2 separate regions of the Ovis aries genome follow, and region 1 is linked to region 2. A link is a contact called in public Hi-C data. All regions are on one chromosome and are shown on one strand. The core of a region is the stretch at or near the end of the contact, and the rest is flanking DNA. Distances in the headings are between cores, read along the strand shown.

Evidence for each region. A called contact is a pair of places that touch in the nucleus more often than the background predicts.
Region 1: a contact with region 2 is called in a Hi-C map of liver, with 2.2 times the contacts expected there. The contact joins two enhancer-like sites. A contact is called at or near these places in 8 of 16 Hi-C or Micro-C datasets (blood, hypothalamus, liver and 4 more).

The regions. Positions count from the first base shown.
Region 1 is chr11:21,746,058-21,749,555 of ARS-UI_Ramb_v3.0, reverse strand. ABR (ABR activator of RhoGEF and GTPase) reads right to left here. Exons shown (of 22, transcript XM_042255476.2): 11 at 2,716-2,791; 12 at 2,145-2,249; 13 at 1,337-1,411. Among named protein-coding and RNA genes, the nearest start is that of TIMM22, 50 kb to the left of the region's middle. Within about 2 kb of position 2,230, at least 8 of the 54 cell types and tissues checked have an H3K27ac peak or open chromatin away from gene starts, as enhancers often do. A contact at or near this core is called in liver, where this site is marked.
Region 2 is chr11:21,697,666-21,701,296 of ARS-UI_Ramb_v3.0, reverse strand. All of the region lies in intron 2 of ABR (ABR activator of RhoGEF and GTPase), which reads right to left. Among named protein-coding and RNA genes, the nearest start is that of ABR, 97 kb to the right of the region's middle. Within about 2 kb of position 2,071, at least 6 of the 54 cell types and tissues checked have an H3K27ac peak or open chromatin away from gene starts, as enhancers often do. A contact at or near this core is called in liver, where this site is marked.

The DNA.
Region 1 (3,498 bases), core at 981-3,480, 48 kb before region 2:
AATGCCCCCATCAGCAGATTCTGTGGGTCTGGGGGCATCCAGGAAGCTGGTGCTGTTCCACCAGCAGAGCCCGAGTGATGCGTGAGGGGGTCCTGGCCACACTGAGAGAAATGCTGCTCTAGAGGGGAAAGCGTGGGCCTTGGTGTCAGAAGGCATGGATTCAACTCCATCACCTGTGTGCCCTGCTGAGCCGCCCTGGGAAAGTCCCTGGAGCTTTCTGGCCTCAGCTTCTTTGTGTGACAAGTGGGAATGGCATCAGCGACCTAGAAAGGGTGCCAGGAGGCTCCGAGCAGATAATGCACCCGAAAAAGTTCTGAATGTGCCAACCCCTGTCAGCTCACTGGCCACATCTGCATTTTCTCTAGCACCTAGTAAGGGACCCGGCAGCACAATAGGTGTCTGGAAATAAACTACTTCGTTCAGCATTTTGAGCTCCTGTTCACTCAGCGATGAAGGAGACGTGGCTCCTGTCCTCTCAGAACTCACAGTGCATGAAGCACATTTTAAGTGGCAAAAAAAAGTATGACAGGTGCTGCCCCAGGGTGATGGGAACACAGAGAAGGCAGGCAGAGGGGCTGCGGGAATCCAGGTGTCACAGAGAATGTTAATTGAATGACCGTTTGCAAGTCAATGGCATACCCTCTGCGTGGTGCGCTGCAGGAAGAGAGGCAGAGGGGAAGAGAAGGGAGTGAGAGGAGTCAGGTTTCTGATCCTATATAATATTAAGTCCTTTTATTTCTCTGTGACTCAGTTTTCTCATCTGGCAAATGGGAAGAAACTATTAGCCATCTAACTCACAAATTCCTACAGGGAGAAAAGTTAGATAAAAATGTAACTGTATCTTGTAAAATACTAAGAACTGTACGGACACAGCAGATGGTGATAAAGAAGGAAAAAGAATGTGTGGTAGCAGGGCGCTGGCCCTACACATAAATGTCATGTTTAAGCCGACTCTTGGGTAAGTATTAACAAGCACGATTGCCTTTTTTCTAGAAAAAAGAGAAGGCTCAGAGAGGTTAAGAGATTTGCCCAAGGTCACACAGCTTATGATCTGCAGATGTGAGATTGGAGCCCCATATTTCTAATACCTGGGGAGAGAAGGGCTTAGGGCAGAGCAGACTTTGAAGACAGAGAGCAGGGATGAATCCCTGCCAAGAGGAGCTAGCTCTTGGCCTTTGGGGGAATGCCCCGCACCTCAAAGCAGCTGGCAGGGCCCCAGCCTGGGCAGACCAAGGCAGAGCAGGTGGGAGGCCCCACGCAGTGGGTCCACAGGGACTTTCTGTGAAAGGAAGAACAACGAAGCTTCTTCCTGGGGCAGGCGGTCATGGGTACTTACTGGCTGACTGCTTAAACCCCTTGGCAGAATGGACGATGACATGGAGGAAGCCATAGAGCCCTGGAGACTCGTCGTCTGCAAGAGAGAAAAGCCCCCCAGGGAAGAGGGTGATGAGAGGCCTGCTTCCTCCCCGGCCTCACCCCTGGCTGGTTGGTTACACAAAGGATGGGAGCAAGTCTGCGCCTTTATCCGACAGCACCACCTGGTGGCCAGAGGAAGAAGCGTCCACAGTCCATTACTCCCCGGAGCGCGAGCTGACGCACTCCCCCCACTCTGCCTCGGCGGCCAGTCCACACCTTCCTCCTGGGCTAGGACTAAGTCCCGATCCCTGGGGGCACTTTCCCTCCTCTTATGAATCCTGCCTATCCCACTGCTGCCCTCCTCAGTCTTGCCTTCCAAAGTGGAAATTAACCAAGATAAGTCACTCTGTGCCAAAGAGTGGGTCCAGCCTTATTTCTCACACACTACTCTAACCCACCTAACCTTGCGCTCCACCACCACCCTGCCCCAGGCTTAAGCCTTCTGCTTCCAAGAACATATTAACATCACAGTCCCAGTGCACCAGGACACCAGATTCTTCTCTTCAGCCAGAGGTCGCCAGGGAGGAGTTGGGCGCCATCCAGGGACTCAGCAGAGAAAAACATCTGTTCAAACTCCCTGTGTATCTGGCAACTGAGTCTTCCCAGCCCAGCGGAGCAGAGGTCAGCTACTGGTAGCCAAGTGACTGGCTAGGTGTTTGTAGAAGGCCCTGGCAATACCCCGGGGGCTTGGACCCGCTGATTGAGCAACCTCGGATTCCAGATCTTACCGTCTTTATTGCTGGTGACAGGAATGTTGTGTACAGTCCTAAGTTTGAAACAGGATCCTGTGAGCACCTGGAGTTCCACCGAGCTCAGGACAAAGGCCTGAAGATCTGTAGGAGGAGCCAAGAGAGAGCGGAATGTCGTCACAGGTCCACTAGGACCCACTGCTCTTCTTTGAGGGCTACTGCAGGAAAAAAAGATTAGCTCTAAGGGCAGAGTTGGTCATTGGAAGAGGGAGTAGACACTCAGCTTGGGAGAGTCAGGGGTGCTGCCAGAGGGGTAAGAAGCACAGGGTCTAATTGGAGAGGTTCATGAATTATGTACATGACAGAAAGACTTTGGGCTCTGGGTCCAGTCCTGCTGACAATTCACTATACATTCTTAAGCAAATCACCTAAATTCTTTGGGTCTCAATTGATCAGTAACATCCGTTAAGAACCACCTGCCCTGGCATTTTCCAGAGTAACTAGGAGGGCTAAAGAGGAGCCAGTGGACATCGAAGTGCTTGGAAATGCAGAAGGCCCTCTCTTGCCATGGACACCAGCAGGGCAGTGTAGAGCAGAGGTGGGGTGTTACCTTTCTTCTGTAGCTTCTGGATTGCTTCTCTCCACTCTGACCTCTCATAGTCTGAGGACAGTAGGAACAGGTAGCTCTGAAGAGAGGAGATGAGAATTCACTGGAATGATCACAGTCAGGCCTAGGACATTTTTGGATTCTGGGGCCCCCAATAAAGCTCCTTTGTACCCAGGCACCCTTACGCTTGGAGAAGGCGGCAGGTGGGAGGAAGGCCTTCCCCCTAGGAAGCCTGGTGATGGGAGTGGCAGTGCCAGTGATGGCCAGCAGAGGGCACTGGCTCTCCATGCGTGGGGAGAGGCAGTCCAGGGCAGGAGCCATGCAGCCTTGTTGGGAATGGGGGTTGGGGGGCACCTGAAACCCTGATTTCCACAGGTCTGGTTCAGGGCCAGGAGCCATAGCGAGTGGGCAGCCCTGGAGGAAGGGGGCTGTCTGTCCTAGCCCCGTCCTTCCTGACCTTTCCATTCCGATTGTGGATCCGAAACGGGATTGTGGGGGAATTGAGCAGCAGTAAGAACTCATTCTCAAACATCTTCTTCTTCAGGCGTTCGATGGCCCGGCTCTGTCCTTTGTTGGCTTTCTGCAGGGGACAGAGGGCACAGGCGGTTCTCCTTGCACTCGGACTCCACTTGTCACCCTGTAGTTCTACATACAGCATTCCTCTGTATAGTCTTTTTTTTTTTTAATATATTTTATGACAATTTGATGTCTTGGGAAGGCCAGTCAGCCACAGAAAAAATGCTCCTCGCAGGACACGCTAATTCCTAGGCCAGTAAATGACTTCCC
Region 2 (3,631 bases), core at 822-3,321:
GGGCACGGACTGAGATTTCGGACACCTGCCAAGCCTACACTTTTCCAAGCCACCAACAGTTTACTCTCCCCAAACCCAGCAGCCTTCTCTCACACTCTTCTCCATCCCCTCATTCCCTTACCCCCTCCATCAACAAGTATCTGTTCATTGCCCACAGTGCCTGCCAGGCGCTAGCACTCAGAACGTAGCCACCAGCAGGAAGATTTGTTTACCTCCGTGGAGCTGCCTGTCTCAGGGACAGACTGGCCACCGCTCGCCAAGGCAGGGCCAGGGGAAGGGTACAATCTCAGAACTATTGGGGTGAGGTACAACCCTTTCAGAAAGAATAACTCGGAAATATCTATTGTGATTTAAAATGTTCACACCCCCTGACTCAGCACCTCCACTTTAAGGGATTTTTCTGCAAAAAACATTTCTACAAGGGCTCAAAGATCTCTGCACAAAGATATTCACTTCAATGATGGTTAAACCAGTGAAAGACTGGAAACAGTCCAAATGTCCATTTGAAGGGGACTGGCCAAGTGAATTATGGTACATCCGCTAAAAGAAACACTACATACAGTTGTGAAGGAGAACGAGGTAGTCTTTAATTACTGACATGCAAGATGTCCAAGACTTATTAAGTAAAATAACCAGAGCAAATTGCATAAAGTATCAATAGCATGATCCCACTTTAAAATATATATATATATATATGCACACACACATATACACATATTAGAGAAATGGCAACCTACTCCAGTATTCTTGCCTGGAAAATCCCAGGGACAGAGGAGCCTGGCGGACTACAGTCCATGGGGTCGCAGAGTTGGACACGACTTAGCGACTAAACAACAACGATATATACATATACACATATACATAGAATGTGTTTATATATGTATAATGCATAATGTATTATATATAATTATATAATGTATAAGTAAATACATACATATTATATAATGTATTTATACTACTAAGTTGTGTCAGTCGTATCCGACTCTGTGCAACCCCATAGACAGAAGCCCACCAGGCTCCCCTGTCCCTGGGATTCTCCAGCCAAGAACACTGGAGTGGGTTGCCATTTCCTGCTCCAATGCATGAAAGTGAAAAGTGAAAGGGAAGTCGTTCAGTCGTGTCCGACTCTGTGCAACCCTATAGACAGAAGCCCACCAGGCTCCTATAAAAACGTATTTTATGTATATAATATCTTACTTGGAAAAATACACAACCATCTCTTAACAGATATTCTCTCTGTAAAAGGGGACTTAAGGAGACTTTCACTTTCCATATTATACACTTCTGTAAAATTAGAATTTTCAGTGATATCATCAAAAAATAAAGAAGTTAAAAAAAGAAGTGTGTTAAGTGCTACAATTGGGAAAGTAGACTGAGCTCTGGGGGCACAAGACACGCACATCTGATGCGGCAAAGGGGAGTCGCAGGAAGCTCTCCAGAGAAGGTGGCCTTAAAACTCCTACCTGGGACTGCCCTGGTGGTTCAGTGGTTAGGACTCCACACTTCGACTGCAGCAGGGGCGATAGGATCCCCGGCTGGGGAACTAAGATCCAGCATGCCACAAGGCACAGCCAAAAGATTAAAACAAAAACAAAACTCCTACCTGAAAATGAACAGGGACTAGCCATGCCAGCGGTGACTCGCGGACAGACAGGACAGCATGAGGCTCAATGAAATGAGTTCAGTCTGGGTGGCCAGTCTTCATTCATTCAACCAGTACTTACTGGGCATCTCTGACGTGCCAGGCACAGTTCTAGGTACTAGAGTTTGCAATGAGCAAACATTTCAGTACAAAACTGACAAAGCTCCATGGCTTTGTCATGGAGCTCACGTTCTAGCTGGAGGGCTGGTGATGAGGTTGCAGAGGTGGGCAGCAGTCAAGTGGTCAGGTTAGGCATGGCCTTGACAGCATTGCTAAGGGCAGGCATGGAAAAATCTGACCGGGAGTGACCGGACAGCGTTTCAATGTGTCCCTCCCGCTGACATCAGATTACTCTTTCTAACACATTGCTCACTCTGTGTCCAGCAGGAAGCCACCAAGTCAGCCCAAACAAGGACAGTGGGGCCCTTGCTGATGACTCAACTGATCACACTGTTGATAACAACCACCTCTGCTGTTTGCTGTCCCCTGAAAGGGCCAGGCGCAGTCTCGCCTCCAGGCCTGATCCTGGCTTGGATCCCCCTCTCCCTCTTCTCTGCTTATCCCTGGCCCCTCCTACTTCCTTGGCAGGAACTCAAGCCCCACCCCTATGTTTTCCAGAGCTCATCAGACCCTGGGCCAATGAGAACTGACCCTGGGGGACCAGTGCCACGGGTAGACACAGGGTCAGCATCCACCACAGATACAATCAGGTTCATCATCTTCTTGATAATCAGCCTCCTCCCTCTGACTTCCCTTTTTCTGCTATAGCAGAAGTCACTACAAACATCAGATAGAGTTCAATCACATGAAGCAAATGTTGGATATAAGCCAGTACATGACACTGTTTACACAGTAAAATAAAAACAAAATTAAAAAACTCTCCTGGATTTTAGACTGGAATCCTTGTTCTGCCTCTTACCAGCTGTGTGACCATGGGCAAGTCATTCAAACTCTCTAGGCCTCGGTTTCCTCATCTGTAAAATGGGGATAATTCTAATACCAACTCTAGGTTTGCTGAGGGTTTCCCAGGTGGCACTAGTGGCAAAGAGCCCGCCTGCCAATGCAGGAGACATAAGAGATGCAGGTTCGATCCCTGGGTCAGGAAGGTCCCCTGGAGGAGGGCATGGCAACCCACTCCAGTATTCCCGCCTGGACAATCCCATGGACAGAGGAGCCTGGTGGGCTACAGCCCACGGGGTCGCACAGCATCGGACACGATTGAGTGACTTGCATATTGCATAGCACATAAGCTAGGTCTGCTGGGAGGACTTGTACACGAGAGGCAGTGTCTGGCATGTGTCGAGTCTTTGGCAGGCAATAGCTAATTCTCCTCTCCTTTGGCAGGGGTGCTGAGGTGTGAAGAGTGCAGGAAAGGGGAGCCCTAGCCCAATCCCAGCCTCACCTCCCACCTCGTCCAGTGAACCCAGTGCTCTGGCCCCACCAGACCATTCCCCTCTTCTCACACCTCCAGAGGTCTTCCCACATTCCAGAACTTAAACAGCCCCCTTTATCTAGAATGTCCTTCCTGACCAGCTGCCTCCTCCATGCTGCCTTCCTTGATTCCCCCACCTGAGGCCACATGGCTTCTTCCTTGAGATGCTGTATTAATACATCTCTCAAGCCTTGAAATTGAGGGACTGTGTGCATGTGTGTGCATGTGTGTGTGTGAAGGGGGGTGCGGTGAGGGGCAATTCCTGTTTATCCCATAGCACCCAGAACAAGAGTTTATAAAAGGTGTGCCCTGGTGGTTTAGTGGTTAGGACTCTGGGCTTTCACTGCCATGGCTTGGGTTCAAAACCTGGTCAGGGAACTGAGATCCTGTAAGCTGCAAGGTGCAGCCAAAAAAAAAAAAAAAAAAGGTAAGTGCTCAGAAAAACACATAGTGAAGAGGTTTACAGGGCAAGACAAAGGGTCTCCCAAGAAGATAAATCAAGAGGTTCAGGTTGGGTGGATGGTACCTGTGGAACCCGGGCATCCACCGTGATACCC